Linked DNA regions of Mus musculus: regions 1, 2, 4, 5, 6 and 7 are each linked to region 3. A link is a contact called in public HiChIP or PLAC-seq and promoter capture Hi-C data. All regions are on one chromosome and are shown on one strand. The core of a region is the stretch at or near the end of the contact, and the rest is flanking DNA. Distances in the headings are between cores, read along the strand shown. Region 1 holds the start of Gbp2 (guanylate binding protein 2). Region 2 holds the start of Gbp7 (guanylate binding protein 7). Region 3 holds the start of Lmo4 (LIM domain only 4). Region 4 holds the start of Pdlim5 (PDZ and LIM domain 5). Region 5 holds the start of Gbp5 (guanylate binding protein 5). Region 6 holds the start of Mcoln2 (mucolipin 2). Region 7 holds the start of Syde2 (synapse defective 1, Rho GTPase, homolog 2 (C. elegans)).

Region 1 (3,316 bases), core at 128-2,627, 1.6 Mb before region 3:
AGGCACCCAATGATGAGGGGTTCAGCTCTGCAACTGAACATTCAGAATAACAGTAGTACCACACAGAGGAAATGTCACAGTCACGGGGCTTAGTACTCTTGTGGAATACAGAAACACAAAGATACTTTCTGTATAATTATTTTCTGGTAGTGGCATTAAACCCAGGGCTTTAAAAAATACTTCTAGTGGTACATTAACTTATAGCATAACAGTGGATGGTATAGTGTTTCTGTAGTATACTTTTCAGTGCATGCTTGTATCATGTGTGCTTGAAGAAGAATTCAACACTTGTATTCAAAGTCTGACCTATTGTCTGATTTGTGTTAAGTCCCTGGAAGATTTTAAGTACTAGTCCGTGGGTAAATCAGCATGAGGATTAATTAGACATCTTCAGAACTTCAAAGCACAGTTTGGGACACTTCTCACAGCCACAGTGCCAGTGGCTTGTCAACTCCATGGTCATTCCCAGCCTTAGCTCAGAGACTCACAGATGTCAGTCTCAGTTTTGACAGTGGCTTCCCTCAGCCTCTGAGAGATGTTATTTGCACTCAATGGTTTAGGGTCAGGACTCTGACTCACTTGTTTCTAAGGAAACATACTACAAATGACTGGAAACTCCACCCCTTTAAGCTTAGAAACAAAAACAAAAAACAAAAAACAAAAAAAAAAGGAAAGAAAAGAAAGAAATCCCTTTTGCTTACTCTTAAATTCTACATGTCTACATGATTGAAAATATTTAAGTGGTGCTAAAATTGTTGTGGGATTGTACATAATGTTAATAGCGATTATTCTAGTCCAAAAGACAAATGAACAAACTAACAAACAAGCTAGCTGATTTCCCAGCATTTGACATGTTTAAAGGAACTCAGATTCACTTTCACTTTCAGTAATTTTTCTTCCTCCCTCCTTCCCTCTCTTTGTCTCCCCCATCTTTCTCCTTCCTTTCTCTCTCCTTGTCCCTCCAAATTCTCACCTTTTTCGTTCTATTTTTATTCTTTCACAGTACAGAGAAATGATTTTTAAACGATTCATGTCCACTTCTGAATTGCACAATTGCTTGCTAACTTTGTGTAACACAGTGGGGCTGGCAACTTCACAAAACAAACACTAATGGACAAAAAAGGACTGAAACATAAGAGAATGATTTCAAAACCACACCCTTTTCACCCTACATTTTGAAACACCCACAAGAAATGGCACCATTTATCAATCTCTACCTGAGAAGTCCTGAGACCCTCCTCCCATGAGCAAACCCCTCATTCCTGCAGTGCTGGTTGAGTCATCCCTCCAACCCCACCCCAGTTAGGAACTCTTTTAGTTTCACTTTCACTGTCTTAAGCATAAATAAAGAGCGAACTCCTCACAAGTTCTCTGGCAAAAATCTGGAACTTCCCGGGTTACTACAGGGTCTATGTCACAGTGCCTGTGAGAGAGGACAGAGCACTCTGCAGCCAGCCTCAGAGGCAAAGCTGACCAGCATTGAAAAGCTGCTTCTTCTTCTTCTCTAAAGGATTTCTCTTCAGGTAAGACAGAGGCAGGGGTGGAAAACTGTTTAGCAGACTGCTGGTTTACCCTAACCAGAGGAGGCTGAAACCAGCACAGATGTGTGTGGCCCAGGGCTAGGTGACAGAGGCAGACTTTACCCTAGATGTCCCTGTCCCTACTAGGGCAAATTAATTAAACTCTGGGAAAGAAGACTTCACACTGAGAGCATAAGTGTGTTGAGGTTCATATTGCTTTCTCGGTACCATTTTATATCATTCTTACTATTTAATGATACTCAGACAAAGTTCCTGAACTTGTTGCCAGTGTCTACCTAAATAAGTTAGGCTGCTTGGAATTCATAAAAAGAGACAGTTTCCCCCATTGAAAAATCTATTGAGCTACAATATCTTTGTGTATACTATTTTGAATACACACACATTATTTATTCCTTGAGAACATCATATATGTCATGTGTTTTTGATTGTGTATATTCCCTACTCTTTCCTCCATCTCCTCCCACCCACCCCTCACTCAGTTTCATGTCCTCATTTAATCAAGTCACTGCAGCTCATTCAAACGTGGGCATAAGGCCACCTAGTGGAATTCAGGTAACTTAACAGGGGCCATTTACTGAAGAAAACCAACCCTGGAGTCTGTAGCAGCCATTAACTGCCATTATCATCTCAGTTATGCTCTGGGCTTCCCGGGACTCTCACCAACCTATGGTAGAATTTTGATTTATGCATTTTTTCTTTTTTCTTTTGTTTTGTTTTCAAAATAGTGTGTCTGTGTAGCCCTGGCTGTCCTGAAACTCACTGTGTAAACCAGGCTGTCTTCAAACTCAGAGATCCATGTGCCTTTGCTTCCCAAGTGCTGGATTGAAGGCATGTGCCACTAACCACCCGCCTTTATGCAGGTTTTCTATAGGCAGCCACAGCTGCTGTGACTTCATGAGTTCAAAAACTATATCATGTTCCAGAAGATACTGGTTCACCTTAAAGCAATGCATATAGTCCATGTGATATTTGTGGCATAAATACCACTGTGAACTGAAAGAAACCAAACCTTTGGGAGGAATTCTCTAGGGTAACATAGGAAAACTATGAGCTGTGTCTGGAAGACTGTGCTGGTAGAGAGTACCACAGCACTGGGAATGTCATGGAAGTCTACCAGCCAAGCACGGGATCCAGCTGAGGGAGCCTCAGTGAACACGGGGAACAAGCCAGGCAACAAACTAAGGAATGGTCACAAAGTCCTAAGTTACACGGAATGAAATAATAAGTACTTAGCAGTCCATACTGATGCAACTGAATGAATGAATGAATGAATGAATGAATGCAAGTAGGAACAATACTGGCTGTTGAGCCCCCATTAATAAATATGCAGTATGATAAGAGTAGACAGTCCTCTGTAAGCAAATGCTAAAGTGGTTAATTTATAAACTTGAATTGTTAATAGATGCTGAAAGTAATGATGAAACTACATGAAGTATAGTGAAGTTGTATGTGCTGAGTGTCTTTCTAAAGGCTGCTTTAAAAATATATATATATACATATATATATTCATACACAGATATACACATCTATATTTATACATATATATCTATATATACATATGTATTATACACACACATCTGTACCTACACAATACGATATGTATCACAATACTATATGTATATACACCTATATCTACATACACACACACACACACACACACACACACACACACGGAAGCAGTATTTGGTCATTTGGTAGTTCTAGTTGTTTTTGAGGAACCTCCATCCTGTGGCCACAGCAGTTAACATTCGTTTGTTTGTTTGTTTGTTTGTTTG
Region 2 (3,188 bases), core at 248-2,747, 1.7 Mb before region 3:
GACAACATTTAAATGGGGCTGGCTTGCAGGTTCAGATGTTCAGTCCACTATCATGAAGGTGGGAGTATGGTAGCATCTAGGCAGGCATGGTACAGGCAGAGCTGAGAATTCTACATCTTCATCTGAAGGCTGCTAGCAGAATACTGACTTCCAGGGAGATAGGATGAGGGTCTTAAAGCCCACACCCAAAGTGACACACCCACTCCAAAAAGGCCACACCTACTTGAACAGGGCCACACCTTCTAATAGTGCCACTTTCTAGGCTGAGCATATACAAATCCTCACAGCAGGTCCATCTGAAATAGATCCATTATGTCTTTTAAAAAGCAACATAAAAGAGAGGGTTGTGAAAGCTTTAACACTTAAGTGTCTGCCCCGTGCCCTGACTCCAGACATGCCTAGTTCATCCAGCGTTACTGCAATGAAGTGCATTCGTGTCCTAGCCTTGAGTCTGACAACTGCTATTCCACAGAGTTCACACTTAACTTTGTTCTATGGGAGAAATTTACCTCAGTCAAACTAACAGATGGGAATCAAATTGATGTTCCCACCTGAAGGATAACCTGAGGACACACTACATGATGGTTCTCAGGCCTGACCAAGCCCCACCTCCTCCCTAGCTCAGAAAGATGATTCCGAGGGGCCTGTAAGAAAGCATCAGACATGGATACTTCACTAGTCTGGTCTGTATGTAGATGTTCCTTAACACAACACGAGGTTACATTCCAATCACAGAATCACCCTGACATGAATATTTGTGAATTTAAAATGCACCAAGACATTTAACCAAACAAAGATGACAGCTTAGTCTGTTGTATGTTACCAGACATCTGGACAGTCACTTAAGACAAAGCTTTTTTTCTTTCTTTCCCAAAACACCTGTTGTAATTCATTTCGGTTTTGCCAAAAAAAAAAAAAAAAACAAAAAAAAAAAAAACCTCCATATAGTAGAAGGCATAGCAAGCTAACCCGTAGGGGACATGAAAAAGGGAGAAGCCAGACTTTCATATGTGCTGCTGCACAGCAAGATAAATGATGGTGACTGTGGCATACATCTCAAAAAAGAAGTGTTAACAGTTTGAAGAGATAGCTATGTTAACCCAGTCTGCATCATATATCACATGAGGTATCCAATGCACAGAAACAACCCATTACCTTTTTAATATGTACAGTATTACTATCATGCACGAGTTGCGCGTTTTTTAAGGTAAAAACGTCTCGTTGGTGTCAACCTCTTGGAATAAGCCAGTGGCAGGAGCTGGCACATTTCTGTTGCAGCATTCTGTATTTCCCAATAGAAGTCAGTATTTAGAGAATCAGCGACTTGTTTTCATCCGCCGCCCATCTGGCAGGGAAGACTATGGACTTGTTCCCCACAGATTCCGTTTTCTTTCCAGGAAAAGCAGAAGCTTCTCAGAAAGTCAGCACAAGCCTGTGTGTGCAGTTTCAGTTTCAGTTCTCCATCCCCACAACTAAGTGCAGGCAATATCCGGTTTCACTCTGGAGTTTAAGAATAGAGAGCTTTCAGGAGGAATCGGGGCGGGCGCAGCAGCAAGCCTAAAGGTGCTGAATCCAGGTAGCAGAGAATCCGGTGCAGGCTGGTGAGTTCCCTGAGACTCCATACCCAATGTACACATCTCCTAAGGAGCTTCAGGGAGGTCCCGAGGTCCCAGGCCATAAACTCCACATTTGGTGCAAGATGACACCGGAGGGTGGACGACCGCGATCAGAGACGGCTTGGTGGCCTCAGGGTGGGTGGACAGCGTTGCTCAGTGTGGGAAGTGCGACCACTCTCGAGCAGCCACCACAGCCAGGCATGGTGGGGGATGGGGTGGGGTGGTGAGCGGTTCCTACGGGAATATCAGCCCAGGGCTACCCACTCCCGCAGGCTACCCATTCCCCTGCATTGTTTCCAAGTAAGAGGGCATAACCCCAGAATCCTCATCTACCATAGTCCTCAGGTACTCCCGCCGCTGTGAGCTCAGCTCGGCTTGAAGAAACAGAAAACATAGCCTTCCCTTGTTGAGTCAGACAGAATTTCCAATTGCGCCCGCCCCGTGCACCGCTGTGCTACCAGTGCACTCTCGCGCTCTGCAATGGGGTACTCAGTCAAAAGTTAGAAACAGCAGGAAAGCCTGAACCCCTTCATGTATTGTGAACTGTTTCAAAGTCGTCCATCTAAGGTTTCAGACCAGTTTTGGAGCTTGTGAAAAATCTCCGGAGGAGGCAGTTTTTTACTGTCTTCCCTGTGGCTCGAGCCACCTTTGGAGACCATGGATAATTTACATGACCAATCGCAGCTATGTAGTTCTACTTATTTACTGTGAATTTTAAGCTTCTTAGTTGGGACAGTAACCCAGACCTGCACGAGAGCAGAGAGAAGAGAAATAACATGCCTATCAATATTTTCCTAATATAGATAGAACTGGTCATTAAGGTACTGTTGTCTTTCACAGAATTAAGGTGAGCTTACGTTTCCCATTCGACACCTACTCTAAATTGATGCTAAGTAAAGAAACACCTACAGTTTTTAAGATGCCACCAGAGGACAAACAGCACCCAGAGTGCCCCTTATACATTATATCATGACATGCCACTAATCAATTGAGAGTTGGTATTTCCCAATTAGGATATTTATCAGTGTAGAAAAGGTGAATTGCGGAAGTTGGTTCTATCAGGGAAGTTTTGGTAATAGGATCTGGTGTTTATTCCCTGATCCACTGGGCAGTTTATAGTCTTCCTGAGCATTCATTTAGCATGTGTGCATGACCTCCAAGACAAGTGAAAAGGAGGCACAATAGCCTTCAATACTTATGGTTGTTTTAAGAGAGAATGCACCATCAGAGATTTGCCCACAGAAGTATTTATTCACGAGGATGTATTTTCAGGGAAATTAGCCACTGGAAAAGAATCATATCCATGTGTCATCTTCAACAGCATGGGCATGAAGCAGGTGGGAGATGATAATTTGCCAGTGTAAGGTCACGTGCTTGTCACTTATCTATGTACAGAAAGTAAGCTGAAGGTCCTGGGGCTGATCTCAGTTGGTAGAGCGCTTGTCTAGCACTTGTGAAGCTCTGGCTTCAGTCCTCAGCATCATATAAACTGGGCACTGCAATACTCATTCCTGATCCTGGCACTCAGGCTGTGGAAGCAGCGGAACCAGTAGGTTTTGTTTTTTATTTATT
Region 3 (3,407 bases), core at 906-3,405:
CATTCTCTCTCTCTCTCTCTCTCTCTCTCTCTCTCTCTCTCTCTCTCTCTCTCTCTCCTGGAGTAGAATATAGGAATCAATTTATAAAGCTTAGCTTAAACCGATTAATTTGTTGCCTCCAATCCGGAGTCCAATAAAGTCCTAGTGTTTCTCCAGTCACTTATTCTATAAAAAGATCAAGTTATTTACTGCCAATTAAGCAGCTTGTTTTGTCTTTGTCCTCTGTAAGGCGAGAGTGTGGGCTCTCCCAGGCTCCCAGCTATCTGCTCAAGACATTCAGCTGATACCTCAGAAGGGAGAAGGCGAACTTTGTCTGTCCCTAGCCCAACTTCACTGCTGCAAAGAACCGGGGTGAGGGAACGAAAGAAGGACTCTGGTTCCTTAAATAGGCCGATTTTAAACACATTTCCTCCGAAAGAGTCCCGGAACGTGTGTCCAGTGACCGCACAATAAACCAGAATAAGAACTGCACCAATTAAGCTGTAACAAAACCCTGAGACTCTGGAACCAGGACCGCTCTAAAACCCATTAGCATTGCATTTATCCGAATGCATCATACCTTTATGTAAATTGATTTCTCTGATGCATTTACTCGAGGAATTGCTTTTTGTTACAATTTCAGCCCTGACCCAAATGAATCTGCATTTCCTGCCCTAGGTCTTTAAACTGCCCCCCCCCAACGTTTTAATCGCTCCGAATTCCTTTTTTAAAAGGGAGGGGGAGGGAGGAGATTCCAAGCTGCTCCCCACCCCCATCTTTAGTGAGAGGTAAATATATATGTATATTTTTTTTGAAAAGGAAACATTACACTGAGAAAAGCATCCAGTAACCCCATTAGCTAAAGCTCTTAAGGACAAGCAATACCTTAATGCTGATTAAATCTAAAAGAGATGAATCAAGAGGACTGACCAGAAAGTGACTCCCCTGATAACTAAGGACGGGCCCTCATCAAGTTTCATTTAGAGTTGGAAAAAAAAAAAAAGAAAGCTTTTAAGTTAAATAGGCTTATACTCTAGTAATTACATAGCCAAGCAATTTAGGTCCTGGGATAGTCAGTGAAATAGAAAGCAGAGCTGGCAGCTAGAGGCAAAATCTGCCCCCCTTTAACAACGTCTCTGGTGTTTTTTAATGGAGACCAAGGGAGGGACAAACGTAGCGCTGGCCATTTGTAGTACAAAAATGGATGCTTAATTCATGTCTTGATTTTAATTAGGTGATTCACCGGATTTCTCCTGGATTGGAACAAAAGACTTATAAGCCAAGAGGAATTCTTTTTAAAAGAATCAGCAATGCCAGCTCCTGGTCACTTAGAGCTTTTCGTTCCCTGTTTCAAACAGTGTTGGGGGGGGGGTCTTGACTATCGCCCCCACCCACGCACACACCACTTCTCATCTGAGCAGCCCCTGCCTTTCCTTTAGGAACTGGAACTGCCCCCAGCCCTCTCCAGGGTCCCCACCAGCCCCGTCTCCAAGAAGAACCCTTTTGTAAGCAAGGAACCGCTACAAAGCTGGCGGCCCGGGGCTGCCCTCCTTGCTAGCTCGCAGGCCGGCCTCCGGTAGTTTCAGACTCACGCATTATCTAAGGCGACGTATTGTTTACTTGCAATTTGGGACGGTCAAGGGAAGGAAGCCAAAGAAAACAGCCCCGGCCCCGATCAGTTCCCCCCTCCCTCTCTCCCTCGTCCCCTCCGGGCCCGCGGCGTCCCCAGCCACCCCCTTACCTGCTTCTCCCCTATATTGCAACACTGCGAGAGGCGGCGGCGGCGGCGAAATGCGAGCGGAGCCGCTCGGCTTCCAGGGCAGGGGCGCTGGGGCTGGCGGAGCTGGAGGGAGGGAGGGAGTTCTCGCAGAAGCAGGAAAGGGGAGGAGGGGGCTAAGGGCTGCTTTTTTTTTTTTTTTTTTTTTTAATCGCGTGGCTCTGGGGCGGGTAGAGGGAGCCCCACGCTAAGTGGCAGGCGGCCCGGCGAAGAAGTGTCAAGTCTCAGCCCGAGGGTCCCGGTCCTCAGCCCCCGGCTGCGCGCGAGCAGCTGCAGGCTCCCTCGGCCGGGCCCGCGCGGCGCAGCAGCAGCCACTGCTGCAATCGCGGCTGCAAGTTTGGCAATGTGGCTTCACTTTGTACGCGCCCCCGCCCCCGCCGCGCCCGCGCTCCTCCTCCTCCGCCGCCGCCTTCCTCCCGCCCGCCCGCCCGCTCGGGGCCGCCGGCGGCTCGGCCGAGCTCCCCCCTCCCGCGACCTGCGGCCCGGGAGCGGCGGTGCAGGCTCGGTCCCGCGGCCGGTACGAGGACGCACGGAGTGGGGAGCTGCGGGCCGGCCGGGAGCGCTGGACCGATCGGCTGCCCCGCTGCTGCTGCCCGGCTCGGAGGAGGCGGCGGCGCGGGCCTCTAGCCGGCTCGCTCGCTCCTTCGGCGGCGCTTACACATGTGTTACTGACAGAGCAGAATCCCAACTACTCCCCGGCTCTGCCGCCGACGTCAGCGACCCTCAGCCACTGGGCGGCCGGATTGTTCAGGCGGAATAATAAAACCTGCCAATCCGGGGAAGGACAAAGGGTGACTGAAACGAGACTCGGGGGGCGGGGAGCGAGGCGGGCGGCTGAGCCGGCCGGGCCCGGGAAGGCGGGGGGGGCCCGGGGTCGGGGCACGAGAAGGGACCCGGGTGGCGCGGGGGACGCGGCCAGCGAGCGCGTGCCCAGGCTCAGGACCACACCTGCCTGCCCAGCGCGCGAGGACGCGTGGAGCCCGCCCCCGCAGGGCCTCGGGGATCGCCTTCCCTGGCTCAGAGAACAGACCCTCGGGAAACTTACTTTCCCAGAAATGGGTCTCTTCCTGTTAGGGTAGAGGATTCATTCTGCCGGAGGGAGGTGCAAAAGCGGGTGTTTTGTTTAATTCTTCGGGTTGCAGATTTCAAAACCTTAAGCAAAGTGGGAAGTAGTTCCTACCTAAGTACTGCCAGCTTAACCCCATCTTGCTCCCATTAACCCCAGTGTAAACTGGAAGGAGGAGGCATTTCATAGATGCTTGTCAGTTGCTGGTGAATGCAAATCACACCCTGGTTTTCAGAGATGAAGGAAACTTTATGGGCAAAGCTTTTTGCTCACCATTCTGCTTCAGTGTAGAGGGTGTGATGCTAGCTCCCTCGTAGCCCCCTAAAGCGATGCGAGCATTTGCCAGACCTGCTGCTAGCTCACGACCCTGAAAAAAGACTAGTCGTTTCTTGTACAAACCAAGATTTGAGGAATGCTAGCTAGCTTCAGAGCCTCTTTCCAGGGCCAGAGCTCAGCCTGGATCCTTGAACATCAAGTTATTCAACTTTACTCTGCCAAATAGGTTTAATAAATCTCCGATCTGAGGTTAATACTAGGGTTGATTATTAATAGTAAGTTCCAGAGAGATTTTTCTGTTGGAAATTA
Region 4 (3,418 bases), core at 259-2,758, 1.8 Mb before region 3:
CTAACGGTACTCTGGCTCCATTTTTCCCTAGGAGAGAATGTATTGTACTTGTGTGTCATCCCACATCCATGTCACTTCCCTTTTCTTAGGGACTCCCTTCCTGATTTCTCCGATTTGTTATTAACATTTCTAGCACTAGCCAAGTCAGCCAAACCACAACACCGGTCTCTTCTCTAAATTCCCTTTCTGCTAGCTTCGCTTGGAATTCATTTGTCTGAAAATATTCTGATCCTTAAGCAACGGCAATATTTTTATTGGCTTTTTCCAAGTCTCCCCCATGTGGTTATTAGTGCCCAAATGCTAAAATACCAACCAAGCAGGCAGGAAATAACAGCTTATTCTGCTTTCAAACATGTAAAAACGTTGGAATTTCTGTAGAGCTTTGGATTTTCTTTTAGGGACAGCATAAATAATACCTTCCATCTACTGCTAGTGAGGGAGGCTAAAAGTGGTTTCCCACACTTGTGTGCGAGTTTCCTTGGTGTGCGTAACCGGGAGAGACCTACAAGTGAGGAGCCCTTCAATTAAGACAACCTAGAGATTCTTTCTCCCCTTCCTGAGATAGAATGGTGGGAGGACTAAAGCACTAAGGCTGAGGGATGAGACGTTTCCCAGCTTGGGTTCACGCCTAGCCCTGTTGGCCAAATAAGGTTCCCCAGCTAGCAGTTTCCGTAGCAGGCGGGTTCAGACGTCCTCGGGTCAAGAAGGCGGACCTGGGATAGGATCTGGCGATCACACCCTAGACCTGCCCAGCCCAGTCACGAATTTTCTTTCCAAGTTCTGCCCAGTCCATACGCCCTTCCTCTTTCCACTCATTGTCAAACGGGGCTGAAGCTCAGTCTGACCCAAGCCCCAAGTATACACCAGTTTCATAAAAACTGGCGACCGCGACTGATCTAAGTGGGCTTTCCTTCTGGACGCACCGACGTGTAACCCTCACAGGTTACACAACTGCACATATTTCAGGGAGGGGGAAATACACGCTTCTCCGTAGCCTGGGAGCCAGCAAACAAAACTGCGCCGCTTTCCCGTGCAGGCGCACACTCTCGGCTCGCCGGAGCTTCCCTGGGGGCTGGCGCGCCCCAGGCCGAGGTGCTGCCCTTCGCCGCCTGCCCTCCGGCTCGGCGGGCGCCCCCTGGTGCGCCCGGCTCTCCGGAGCGCCGGTCCCCGAGAGCCCCGGCTCCGGGCGCTCAGTCCCGCCGCGCGCCGCCCTGCCCCGGGCGCTTCTCACACCTCGGCGCGCACCGGGAGCACCTGAGGAGCAGCGGCTCCCGGGGACACGCTCGCCCCGTCCTCCTCTCGTCCCGCGCCCCTCCACGCGCCGCACCCCGTCACCCGCTTCTCCTCCTGTTCCCTCGCGGACCAGGACGTGCTCCTCCGCCTCCCGCGGCCACTCACCTCCTGACCGGCGCGGCGCACCCTCCGCCTCAGACCAGCGCTGACAAGTGGCTCGCGGTGCCTGCGCCGTCCCTCTCAAGCCGGTGGGGAACTTCCGCCTCCGCGCTCGCCCCGCCTCGCCCCAAGGCTGGCCACGCCCCTCCCCTAATGGTCACGCCCCCATGGTCCGGGCTGGGCGGGGCCACGTCGCTCAGGGCTTAGAAGGCAGTGGAGTCTCCCTGTTGTGCTCTGTGACTTGCTGGGACCGGCTGCCGCCGCCACAAAAAACAATTGCCCCTGTGGAGTTTCGGTGGGCGTAGTCTCCGGGGTGTAGTCTTGGACTGGTACCTGGCAAAGATCTAGCCTTCCGCTTCTCTGTTTTGTATTTCGGCGTTTTTCACTCTGCAGAAACTTGAATTGACCCGCAGTTGGTCTGGCTGAAAATAGAAAAGGGCTTTAGCTAAATCTCTGCCGGTGCAAGTTCAGCGACTACCGCCTGCTTTTGTGAAAGACCTCTGTATACTCTCGAGAAGTGCAAACTCTGAAGTTTGCTTGTCAGGAAGGTGAAAATCGCTAACCCTAATATGCAGAAGTTAAATCTGTCGTCAAGCTAAAGGACAGCCATACAAAGCAGTGGCCAAAAGTGATTCAGCCACTGTATCCTCAGCTTATTTTTCTAATTCCAAATTAACAGCACATTTACCTACTTCTGTAAAGTTGTTTGGTTTTGCCCAGAGAATTTATTCACAAGCAAACGTTAGTAATGTTTAACGAATACTCGAAAAGAAACTTTTAAAATATTAAAAGCACAAGTGTTAACCAAGTGGTGTATCAAACAAAAATAAACCTCAACCGAAGTCCCTGAGTCTGGAGTCTGCTCTAGAGGTACAAGCAAACTCCTAAAGTAGGTTCAAAGTTGTTCAAATAGTAGCCACTGGCCACATATGTCTATTTAACTCATTGTAAAAATGTTTTATATCATTGTTATGAATCTAAATTTATACATGAGTAGGATAGGATTTCCATTAAATAGAAGCTTCAGTAGGACTACATTTCACTGTACAGTTGGATGTTTAGTGGCCAAGTTGACATATATGGACCAGGTTTTTAAAATGTTATAAATTTAAAAAATAGGTATGTTGATTATATGTTGATATTATCTGCCTATTTAAAACATTATTACAACTTATTTTCATTTTTTAATGTATATACTAGAAAGTTTAACATGGATGTGACTTGCATATTTTGTTGGCCAGTTGTTGATTGTATTACATTCTAAAAGGAAAACTAGTTTGCAGGGAAGAATTTTTCTAATGTGGGATTTGTCTAGTGTGTTTTAGGGTTCTGTTTCATAGATCATTCCAAAGTAAATGGTTAAGAATGGTTACATGTAAACAGATATCCCCTGCAAAGCAAAGAGTCAGCCTTACAGTTGCCTTCATAGGATGAATACCAGCCTTAGTCACAATGTTTACAAATGAAAGTTGCAACAGATTCTATAACACATGATAGACAGTTCCACTTGTGACAAGTCACTTGCCTGTGTTACCTTATAACGTTCTTCTCTTCACCCCCTCATCTGCTTGGTGCTGATACAGTAAAAATCAAACTAGATCAATGCTATTTCATTACCAAGGTTTGAACCATAGCATCAGAGAATCAGCATCCTGAGATGATGAGGAAAGAGCTGAGAGTAGATAGGGTGGCCCAAATGTACCTTAAGTTTTAGTCCTAATTGCAAACCAGGCCTTCAACCTTCTCCCTTCCCACTCCAGTCCAAAGCCTGGGAACTATCAGCAGGTTAAGTAACTGCTTAATTCTTGCATGAATTGTTACTTATCCAGTTGTCCTCTTGGAAAGTAGCCTTTTCCTGGGTCCCATCAAAACTTAGAATCCTTAGATATGCCTCCCAAAATCATACTTTTAAACAAACACTACCTGTTCCATTTCCAGGAAATTGTTAAACTTTAGCTCCAAGATTATTCCCCAATCTAGGTCTATCTTGGTATCACAGAGGGCCCATCTGACATGTGTGAGGGCC
Region 5 (3,128 bases), core at 474-2,973, 1.7 Mb before region 3:
TAAGAAGAAGCTGCCTTCCAGAGTGTCAGTGGAACCCTGCGCTCACTCGCAATGTAAGTTTTGGAGTCTTCTGTATGGAAGTACTGGTTCCATGCAGTGCTCTACCAACTGTGTCTCAAGTTGAGTCACTGTCCCCCAGCCCATGACCACACTCATGGGGACAGAGACAGGCCTAGTGCTCTAGAAATCAGCCTGCACTCAGGTCTGACAGCTTCTGAGTCTGCCTCTGCATTCAACTCAAGACACAGGAAAATGAGACCAGTCATCCACGTGCCTTTCCTTCTGAGGCCAGGTACTCCGAGGCTGCATGCTCAAGTCAGTCAGAGATTAGCCTGTCTGGAGAAGTGATCGAGTCCATGGAAAGGAAGTCTGGTAAAGGAATCCCACAGAAAAAACAATATTTTTTGAAAAACTGATATAATAAAAACAAAACCAACCAACCAACCAACCAACGAACCAAAGAAGACACTGGAGTGGAAGGCCATCCAATGCGCATGGATCAATACAGTTGTTATTGTGATAACGGTTAGGTTATTTTACCCAAAGTCACCAGTATAGGCGGTACCCACCATAAAGTCAAATGCTATTTCTGTCAAGCTTACAGGCAAGTGCAGTCTAAAGCGAGTATGCTTCCTTTTAGGAGAGTTAGACTCCAGAGAGCGTCAGAACAAAGTCCGCAAATATCCATGTACAACATTCAGCTTCTATATAACTGATCTTTATTGGCTACATATGACCAGACATTTCCTGAGTTTCCTTGTCCCAGTAGTGACAGCGTCATCTCCAGGACTTGTTAACATATTATTTTGGCTTGAATTCTAGACAAGTGAGATAGAAGATCTTTCTTGAAGCTCCGTTAAGGGAAGGCTATTTCTTCTTGGTAAAGCATAGCTATTTTATTGACCTATTTTAAAAAATTAGTTTAACCCACTCAGTGGCTTGAGTTTTGCTCAGAAGAATCGGACTTGGGTCACATCATCAGCAGATGTTCCAAACGGCACCAAACAGTATAAGATTAAAGCAGCTGCTTACAGCCTTTCTGTGACTGAGTCAGCTTGCTGGTGCAGTCTCTAACCCAGCAAGCGTGATTAGCTTTCTTTTCCTTTGCAATCTCTCCTTTCTGGTTTCCTGTACGGTTTGTCTGCTCTGCTAATTTTTTCCTCTCTCCAACTCCAAAAAAGTTATCCTCAGTTTTCCTAATTCTGTTCTTTATTTCTTTTATATATGGGATTCAAGAGTCCACAACATGACACCCTGAGTTCCTTGTTTAACCTACTACCAATGAAAACAACTTTTATCCTAAGTGGATGCAGAGACAATTGTAAGAAATGAGTCTTCAAATAGTACGTGAGGTTTCCCTTCAAAACAATTGTGATTCAAAACCATAAAAATTATCACCCTCGTTCAAAGGAATAAAATAAACAGCGCTTGAAACAATGACAAACGATGTCAACGTTCTCTTTCAGATTGTGGGCAACTTCTGGGAAATTAGTTCAGTGACATTCAAGCCTTCTGCTTTTGAAAATCCCCTTCAACTATACAGTCTGAACTTGTGTAGTTTCAATTTCAGTTTAGAGAACCCTTTTGCAGATTCCTGTTCTTGCGTTTCATAATCAAGTTCTCTCCCAGCTCTCTGGGAGAGGAAAGGAAATTCCCAGGGCTGGCCGTTATTTCTCAGAACCAAGCACAGATAAATAAGGGTGCAACGAGTTTGTCCTCTTGCAGAGTCCCGTTTGAAGCAGTGTTCTTACTGGCCCCTGCTCCCGCTCTTCAGTTTTTCTTAAGGTAAGACCTGGAGCAGGGGTGGGAAGAGACTGTTAGGAATTATTTTTTAGACTACTTTATCCAGGATGGGATGCATCCTAGCCTGGATGCTGGCTCAGCCCCATTAGAGATTAAACAGCAGTGTTCTCAGAGAAGCAGAATTCCTTGTCCAGCAGTCCGAGTGTTTATTCAGTGCCGTTATTGTTTCCTGTTAATGAGAGGGCAGAGTGTGAAGAGATTAAACTGAAAGGTAGAAATGACTTCCAACTGTTTATCTCCGCTTGTTCTAACTTCTTGGCATCCCTAGTTGCTGTTTAGAACAGAATCACCTCCAGAATAGCAGGCAACCATACTGTTTGCATGAACAATATAGCAGAGCATGAGCTGCGCAGTAAAAGGTCTGAGACTGGGGCTCTAACCAGCGCTCCCATTGTCGGGAAGTGAATTCCCAGACAGCAAGGCTCTATATGTGGGCCGATGCTTGTCCTCATTGGAGCTTGGGACAAATTCACAGCCAGAGCTGCGAGAGAGAGAGAGAGAGAGAGAGAGAGAGAGAGAGAGAGAGAGAGAGAGAGAGAGAGAGAGAACTCCAAGGCACACAGGAAGAGGTTTGCTGACAGCAGTGAGCATTTTCGCTGCACTGCCATCTCTTAAAGGTTCCGTGTTTGCTTTTCCTGGGCAGTCACTCACTTTTAAACCCCATTTGTGTTGGATTCTGTCTCTGCTACAATATTGTCTCTACCTTTATATGTTGACGAATCAAAAAATGACCTATTTGGCCGGTATGGTCTGGCTATGCGGATCGCTCCTGGGAACTCTTTTGACTTCTTGCTGTGTCCCGTGCCTCATGCATATCATACTTAAAGAACAGATAAGAATATAAACGCAAAAACTGAGCAAACACCAGAAGTTCATCTCCAGCACCTTTCAGTACTTTCAGATTTCTTGGTGACCTTCTTCCCTACAGTCCTCCCCTTGTGTGAACATTTCTCTTCTTCTCTTCTCTTCTCTTCTCTTCTCTTCTCTTCTCTTCTCTTCTCTTCTCTTCTCTTCTCTTCTCTTCTCTTCTTTTTTTTTATAATTATTTTATTTATGTGTGTGCCTGAGTGTATTTTAGTCCCCCAGGACTGGTGTTATAGGTAGTTGTGAGCCACCTGGTATGGGTTAAGGGAACAAAATCCAGGTCTACAAGAGCCTCAAGTGCTCTTAGTCACTGAGCCAATATCTCTAGCCCAACCCTCTACTGATATAAATGCATATTGATTTGGTTACGTCTGGCTTGTAGGAAGCAGAATTGTAGGGAAGACTTGAATGACATCATAATGCTACTCAGTTGCAAGGATGAGACTGGAAATCAATATTAA
Region 6 (3,391 bases), core at 710-3,209, 1.9 Mb after region 3:
ACAGCTATTTAGATAAATGTATCTTTAAATTTTATTTAGAGTTTTTAATTAAAATATAATAACATTACTTTTCCCTTTCTTGTTGCTTCTCCAACCCCTCCTGTGTCTCTCTCACTCCCTCTCAAGTAGGTGACCTTTTGATTATTATATATCTTGTTGAGTACACTTTAGTATGGCTTTTGTATATAGGATTTCAGGGCTGACCACTTGACATTGGATATTGGATACATCTGCACTGACTGCTCAGGGGATGCCTTGGAAGAGGGGACAGAATGCTAAACATCAGTTATGAGACCCCCATCTCCTAGAAATGACAGGGACCTCATACCTAGATAAATGTATCTTTTACAACTACCTAGGAAAAGACATATTTTCTCCACCGGTGAGACTGTTTCTAGATTGTCACAGGTGGGAATCTGTTTAGAGAAACATTTGCCAATGAAGAAAGTTACTGGACACCAGCAACTGTTTAATGACCTGTCTTGTCAGTGGGTAGATATAGTAAGAAGAAAGGTTTTGGAGTGTCAGAGACCTAAATAGAAAGAGTTCGTCTGCTAGTGGCTGTTTATGTGACTTGGGAGTAGTAACAAATGTCTGTGAACACATACACTCTCTCTCTCTCTCTCTCTCTCTCTCTCTCTCTCTCTCTCTCTCTCGTGTGTGTGTGTGTGTGTGTGTGTGTGTGTGTGTGTGTGTGTACCCCACACATAGGTATCACTCATGACTTGCAGAGACCAGAGGACTTGCTGGAATGGATTCTCTCTGTCCACCCCATGATTCTGGGGTCAAACCCAGGACTGGCTACACTGGGGGGAGGGGGCAGTGTACAGAATCCTGAGCATGAAGGTACGGTGGGCACTGTGACTTTTCAGACAGACTTTCTCAGACTTTCCATACCCAGTAAGCGTATTTCCTAAAAGAAATTTGGAAAAACAAAAACAAACAAAACTCAAGCATTTTTACCCAGTAGTTTTTGGAAAGTGACTTTTTAAAACAGAGTAGATTTGGAAGGGTGGGGGTGGGGCAGAATATTCCTCAACACCAACAGCCCTTGTGAGGTGCAGACAGGAGGACCAGGTTCAAGGCCAGCGTCAGCTTCATAGCAAGTTGGAGGCCAGTCTCAGTTATATGAGGTTGTCTCAAAAAGCAAAAAACAAAACAAAACAAAAAACAAAAACCTTACACAAAGGGTCCAAAAGGCTCTGTCCAGCTCTTTCTACATAATCCTCTACAAACTGTCCTTTGCCCTAGCTAAACATGGGGACCTTTCGAACACTTCCTAACGCACATAGCCTGGAAACTTAGGGGTTTAGTTAGCTCCACTGCATGGTGACGACAGGAGCCTCTGAGCCGGTTCTGTCCAAAAGGCCCTGCTAGCTTCAGGTTGGGTACTGTAGCCAGGTTCATAGAAACCAATTGTCTTGAAGCCCCTGCTTTCAGGCAACAAGGGGGAAGGGCATAGAGGCCGCTGGGGTGGGCTACTCTGGGCTACTCAGGGGTCAAGCAGACTGGCTGCAGAAAGCTGACTTGGTGGCTGAGGCTGGGGTCTTGCTTTCCACATGCTTGCCCTGTCATCCTAACTACTTGTTAGGGAGTTATCAGAATAAAGACTCCTTAGTGAAGAAACCCATCCCCACGAACTTATTGATTCCAAGAGGGAGGAGCATCCGGTAGAACTCAGTACCAACACTTTACTTGTCCAAAATCCCAGCGTTGGTAGCACGTGCTTGTTGTAATCTTAGTACTCAGGAGGCTGAGGCCGGAGGATTGCTCTGGTTGCCAGTGTGGGCCACATGGTGAGCTCAAAAGAAATGCAATGAACTTTTGAAGGAGTCAGAGGTCTGGGGGCGGGGGTGGGGTGGTGGGGTGGGGAATGGGGCGGGAGGGAGGAGGTCAGGACGGCCAGGGGGGCGGGGTGGACGACGGGCGGCCTCATAGCAGGCTTTCCGGACGACTTCCCTTTATAAGGGCGTCCACTCCACCTGCATCTCGCAGACACCCGTAGGCGGAGCCGGGTGTGGGGACCGTGGGGACTGAGGGAATTTGGGGTCACGTCATGCCCGGAGACGAGGAGACGCTGGACCTGCCTGCGTGGAACCGCGTCCCGGACCTGACTTGGGGTCCCCACCACAGGTGGGTACTCCCCCAGTGGACCATGTCTGGTGGTCGTCTGGATTCCAGCGTCCCCTCCTGGAATATCTCCCGCCGAGAAGGTGTCCCTGAGCTCACACGTGGACCCCATTCTGCCTCGCGTCCGGGCTCTCCGCTACGTAGCAAAAGTCCTTCGTGACAGCGCCCTGGGTCGCCCAGCGCTGAAGGAAGTCAGCGGCCGAGGGTGGGGACGCGGGGGGCGTGGCGGGAGGACAGGGCCACGCGTAGCGACCAGGGTGCACACAGCCGCTTTTCCGCAAAGTCCCGGGGCTGAGATCAGAGCGCTGACTGGAAGGGTAAGAGGCTTTGGTCCCCTAAGGCTTTCATTTGGGGGCCACTGAACCTCTGGGCGGGGAATGGGTCTAGCTCCTTCAGTCCCGGGAGCCCTGGAAAGTTCTGAAGGAGGATGGCTGGCCCTGAAACTGACGGTTTTCCCAGGCAAGAGACCCGGAGAGACAGAGAGGGATCAGATGTTTTATGACTTTTGTTTTTTGGTGTGTATGTGTGTGTGTGTGTGTGTGTGTGTGTGTGTGTTTCTTTCCTGGTGACAGGACTCTGAAAAGATCCTGGTTTGCTCTACCTTAGAGTTCTTGCTACCCCGGGCAAACTAATGCTAACTGCTTGCACTCGGTTAAAAATGAGGCTGATTGTTTGCCTTCCGGAACAAACCGACTTTTTCTTAGGTGGGAGGGTTGCGGTGTGGTCAACCCTGGTTTCCCCAGCTCTATGAAAAGGCGTTCAGTGAAGCCAGGTGGCTCTGCCAAGCGGCCTCTCCTGAGTTTGAATGTCTGCAGCAGCGCAATTGAGCCGGGGAGGTGAGGACAAAGTGGCCTTTGGCTCCTGCTTGCTGCTCTTAAAACAAATAGTGGCGGGCTGTTAAAGTTTTCTAAGGGAGCAGGGAGCGGCCTCTCCTTCCTAGCAGGATGTTCTTGAAGCCAGCAAGGAAACTGAGCCATAGGGAAGTTAGTCTATGATGGCTACCTGAATGGATGCTTTTCTGCAAGGGTGGCATAGACTTCTCAGACCTTCAAAAGACCGGTTTTGAACTATAAAACCATGTTGGTGGGGCTACAGAGGTGTGTTCTTTTCTTTTGTTTTTGTTTTTTTCGAGACAGGGTTTCTCTGTGTAGCCCTGGCTGTCCTGGAACTCACTCTGTAGACCAGGCTGGCCTCGAACTCAGAAATCCCCCTGTCTCTGCCTCCCAAGTGCTGGGATTAAAGGCGCCCGGCCAGAGGTGTT
Region 7 (3,378 bases), core at 405-2,904, 1.8 Mb after region 3:
TGTATGTGTGGTGTGTGTGGTGTATGTGGTGTGTGTGTGTGGTATATATGTGTGTGTGTGTGGTATATGTGTGGCATGCAGGGTATATGTGTTTTGAATGTGTGCTGTGTAGTGATAAGGACTCTTGAAGTTTGGTAGAACCTGAGACCTAGTCTGTGTGGGAGCTGACTCCATGGTGAAGAGGAGGATGGGTAGGTAGCCCTTCAGCCTCCCCTCTGCATTCCTGTGTTTTGGAGTGAGTCTCAGGTCACAAAGCAATGGCTCCTCACCTCCAGGGTGTGGGTCTTGATACAATTGACTCAAATCTTTAGGCTTGAAAGCTTTGCCTTCACCTGAGGGGCACTCCTGTCAGTTTCTTTGTTCCTTTGTTTAGCTTTTTGAGAGAGGGCCTCAGGCTGTCCTCCTACTGCCTCCATCTTAAGCCTCCTTCCACAAGCAAGTATACCACCACACCAAGCCTAGCACAGGGAAGATTACACGCATACAGATACAGGGGGATGACTCCAAAGGCAGAGAGCCAGGCGCTAACAAACGGCACAGATCCAAGTGAGCTGAGAGGATGGAGCGTTTAGGCACAGAAAGCAGCTGGGCTTACATGGAGGACCATACTGGAATAAGTAAGGACCATTCACTCAACTACCACTTTTGGAGGACTTGAGTACCTACTAAGTGCAAGCATGTGCTAGATATTTGTGCGGTATGAGTGGCTCAAAGGTCATTCCCAATGCATAACAACCAAAAAGTATAGCTGAAATCAGAGATGATGGCAACACTGATTCTTATCGATCAGTGCCAGGCCAGGCAGGGTTTGGTATTGAGAGTAGGTATTTCCAAATTTCACCCTTTCTCTATTTCGACCCAGTGAACACTGAATTTCAGTTAGCATTTTTACATTTAAAAGCTGTAAACTAGCGCTTTTAGTTTGGTAGTTGTACCCGGGGCTCTTATCTGTGGTTCCATTTAACAAGTTTTGTTTGATCTAGGGATTAACGTTGGATGAGAAGGTATCATTTTTACAGAAGGAGAAACAGATTTGAAAAAGAGGGAACCGAAGTGATCTAGTACATAAAGGACTTTTTTTAAAAATTCCTTATTGAATAGGATTTGCTACAGATTTCTTTTTTATTGTTTATTTTTACGTGCATGGTTGTTTTACCTGCACCTATGACGGTTTACAACACGCATGCCGGGTGCCAGCGGAGGCCAGAAGAGGGCTTCGGAACCCCTGACACTGGAGTCCTACACCAGAGCAGCCAGCGATCCTTACAACCGAGCGACCTCTCTAGCCCCGCAAATTCCTTTCCAACAGTTCCGGGGAGCAGGGAACCGATCAGAACATCTTGGGGACAACGCTCCTGTGAGATACACCTGCACTCGCACTTGGTCGGTCCAAACAGTCTTTGTTACTCTCAAGCTAGGACTTGCTGCACCGGAGCCCCGCCTCGCGCAGGGGGCAGCGGGGAGGGGCCGGGGCGGTTGGCGGGGTGGCAGCCCGACCCGCTCCACCTTTCCCTCTCTGCAGCCGCGCAGGCCCCGCCCCCGGAGCGCCCACCTCGGGAACGCCGCGTGTTGGCCCGCGCGCCCCGTCGCGGCTCTAGTTCCGGGGCATGCGCGCTGCGGCGCCCGCGCCCCCCTCTACCGACCCGCCGCTGCCGAGTTATGCCAAGTATGTGAGGAGCTGGCGAGGACCGGCCGTGGTCATGGAGAGCCGCCGCCTCCGCCCGCGCGGGACTCGGAGCCCGCCCCGCGCCCCGGGCGAGCCGGGCTGCTGAGGGCGGCGCTCATGGCGGAGCCCCTGCGGAGGACGCTCGGCCGGCTCCGAGAGCGGCACGCTCCCGGCGCGCTCGGGCTGCACGCGGACTCCGTGGCGGCCTCGCTCTCCGAGGGACGCTCGCCGCCCCACGAGCTCGCGGGCCCCGGTATGGAGCGGCCCGCATGGGGGACCGAGCAGCCGGGCGCGCGGGTGCCATGGTCTCGCGGGGCGCAGGAGGCCGCCGCTCTGGGCCGCGCGCTTGCTCGCGCCTCCCCAGGCGCCTGGGGCAGCGGCGACGACGACGGGGAGGACGAGGGCGCCGACTACTACGAGAACCTGCCGGCGGGCTGCGCGCCCGAGGGGGCGGAGGCGCTGCGGGCCTCGCCTTCCCGAGCGCCGGGCTCCTCCCCGGGGATGGAGGGCGGCCGCCTGGAGACGGGCAGGCTGCAGACCCAGTTGCGAGAGGCCTATTATCTGCTGATCCAGGCCATGCACGACCTACCCCCTGACTCGGGCACGCGGCGGGGCGGACCCGCGGGAGCCCGGGCTCAGGGCCAGCAGCCGCCTCTCCCCCGCGGCGCAGCCGTGCGCCCAGCCTGCAGCCTCCGAGGCGGCGACCGCCCTCCGCAGCAGGTGTCCCCGCCCCGGTCGCCTCCGACGGAGTCGAGAGAGGGACGGCCTCCCAGTCCTCGGATACAACTGTCCAGTTGCAGAAGTCTCGAGAGCCTCCGCGTGAGCCGGCGGCCGCCTCTGCTCCAGCGGTGGGCGAGCGACAGCTGCATCAGGTGCGGTGCGCACCGGGACAGGGACGAGCCCCAGCCACGTGGAGGTGGGATGGACGGCTGGAGCCCGGGCAGCCACAGGGCTGCTACGTCCGCCGCTCTCCTGCCTCCCATCTGCCATGACCCCAGCGGGTCCTCGGGACGACCCTTTAAGGATCCTGTGGGGACCTCTGTGATATCCAGCAGCCAAGAGGACCATCCGGAGGATCTTCCCCTCAAGCCACCTGCGGTGACTGTCAAGAAACTGCAGAAGTGGATGTACAAAGGACGTCTGCTGTCCCTGGGGATGAAGGGTCGCGATCGCGGGACAGCACCCAAAGTTCCCGGAGCGCAGACAACCTCTCCAAATTTGGGCAGTTGGAAAGTGCATGAAAACCACGTCCTCTCGGTGACAACGGACCAAAGAATCACACTGACAGGTAGGACACTTTGCAGTCAATATGCTAAGCAGCGCCCTGAGCCTCTAGTGTGGTGGTTTTCAGCCTTTCTGATGCTGTGACCCTTGAATCTAGTTCCTCATGTTTGGTGCCCCCGACCATAAAATTATGTTCGTTGCTACTTCATAACTGTAATTTTGCCACTGTTATGAGACGTCATGCAAATATCTGTGTTTTCCAATGGTCTTAGGCGACCCCAGTGAAAAATTAGTTCAGTCACCACAGGGGTCGAGACCCTCAGGTTGAGAACCACTGGTGTACTGTTTCCCGAGTGGGCTTCTGCGGGTCTCGGGTCGCTGCTAATGTCATACATTAAATCTTGTGGTCTTTGCGCCCCCTCCCTTCCCCTCCTCCCTCTCTCCTGCTTCCTGCTTTTTCCTTCTTTCCCTTTTCGGATTTTTTGTTT

Evidence for each region. Promoter capture Hi-C pulls out the DNA fragments that hold promoters and counts their contacts. HiChIP or PLAC-seq counts read pairs in DNA pulled down with a chosen protein or histone mark.
Region 1: a promoter capture Hi-C map of liver shows a contact between it and region 3, with 6 times the contacts expected there. The contact joins the promoter of Gbp2 here to the promoter of Lmo4 in region 3. A contact is called at or near these places in 2 of 39 promoter capture datasets (liver and pre-B cells) and 1 of 115 datasets of contacts at active chromatin or transcription factors (embryonic stem cells).
Region 2: an H3K27ac HiChIP or PLAC-seq map of thymic regulatory T cells shows a contact between it and region 3, with 11 times the contacts expected there. The contact joins the promoter of Gbp7 here to the promoter of Lmo4 in region 3. A contact is called at or near these places in 7 of 39 promoter capture datasets (the 3T3-L1 cell line, the C10 cell line, liver and 2 more) and 1 of 115 datasets of contacts at active chromatin or transcription factors (thymic regulatory T cells).
Region 4: a contact with region 3 is called in a promoter capture Hi-C map of pre-B cells, with 5 times the contacts expected there. The contact joins the promoter of Pdlim5 here to the promoter of Lmo4 in region 3. A contact is called at or near these places in 5 of 39 promoter capture datasets (embryonic stem cells, liver, neutrophils and 1 more), 1 of 484 Hi-C or Micro-C datasets (embryonic stem cells), 3 of 115 datasets of contacts at active chromatin or transcription factors (astrocytes, embryonic stem cells and thymic regulatory T cells) and 2 of 9 other capture datasets (adipose tissue and liver).
Region 5: a contact with region 3 is called in a promoter capture Hi-C map of liver, with 4 times the contacts expected there. The contact joins the promoter of Gbp5 here to the promoter of Lmo4 in region 3. A contact is called at or near these places in 5 of 39 promoter capture datasets (the SN4741 cell line, embryonic stem cells, hippocampal neurons and 1 more) and 3 of 115 datasets of contacts at active chromatin or transcription factors (astrocytes, large pre-B cells and thymic regulatory T cells).
Region 6: a contact with region 3 is called in a promoter capture Hi-C map of pre-B cells, with 6 times the contacts expected there. The contact joins the promoter of Mcoln2 here to the promoter of Lmo4 in region 3.
Region 7: a contact with region 3 is called in a promoter capture Hi-C map of liver, with 9 times the contacts expected there. The contact joins the promoter of Syde2 here to the promoter of Lmo4 in region 3.

Annotation. Positions count from the first base shown.
Region 1 is chr3:142,619,286-142,622,601 of GRCm38.p6, forward strand. Gbp2 (guanylate binding protein 2) reads left to right here and starts at 1,378. Exons shown (of 11, transcript NM_010260.1): 1 at 1,378-1,523.
Region 2 is chr3:142,528,839-142,532,026 of GRCm38.p6, forward strand. It overlaps Gbp7 (guanylate binding protein 7), which reads left to right and starts at 1,498. Exons shown (of 11, transcript NM_001083312.2): 1 at 1,498-1,601.
Region 3 is chr3:144,203,100-144,206,506 of GRCm38.p6, forward strand. It overlaps Lmo4 (LIM domain only 4), which reads right to left and starts at 2,156. Exons shown (of 5, transcript NM_010723.3): 1 at 1,721-2,156.
Region 4 is chr3:142,394,188-142,397,605 of GRCm38.p6, forward strand. Pdlim5 (PDZ and LIM domain 5) reads right to left here and starts at 1,509. Exons shown (of 13, transcript NM_019808.3): 1 at 1,399-1,509.
Region 5 is chr3:142,495,211-142,498,338 of GRCm38.p6, forward strand. Gbp5 (guanylate binding protein 5) reads left to right here and starts at 1,724. Exons shown (of 11, transcript NM_153564.2): 1 at 1,724-1,785.
Region 6 is chr3:146,147,874-146,151,264 of GRCm38.p6, forward strand. It overlaps Mcoln2 (mucolipin 2), which reads left to right and starts at 1,960. Exons shown (of 14, transcript NM_026656.5): 1 at 1,960-2,133. The coding sequence starts at 2,057.
Region 7 is chr3:145,986,216-145,989,593 of GRCm38.p6, forward strand. Syde2 (synapse defective 1, Rho GTPase, homolog 2 (C. elegans)) reads left to right here and starts at 1,655. Exons shown (of 7, transcript NM_001166064.1): 1 at 1,655-2,954. The coding sequence starts at 1,784. It overlaps Gm35352 (a long non-coding RNA gene), which reads right to left and starts at 1,280. Exons shown (of 3, transcript XR_376174.3): 1 at 1,157-1,280.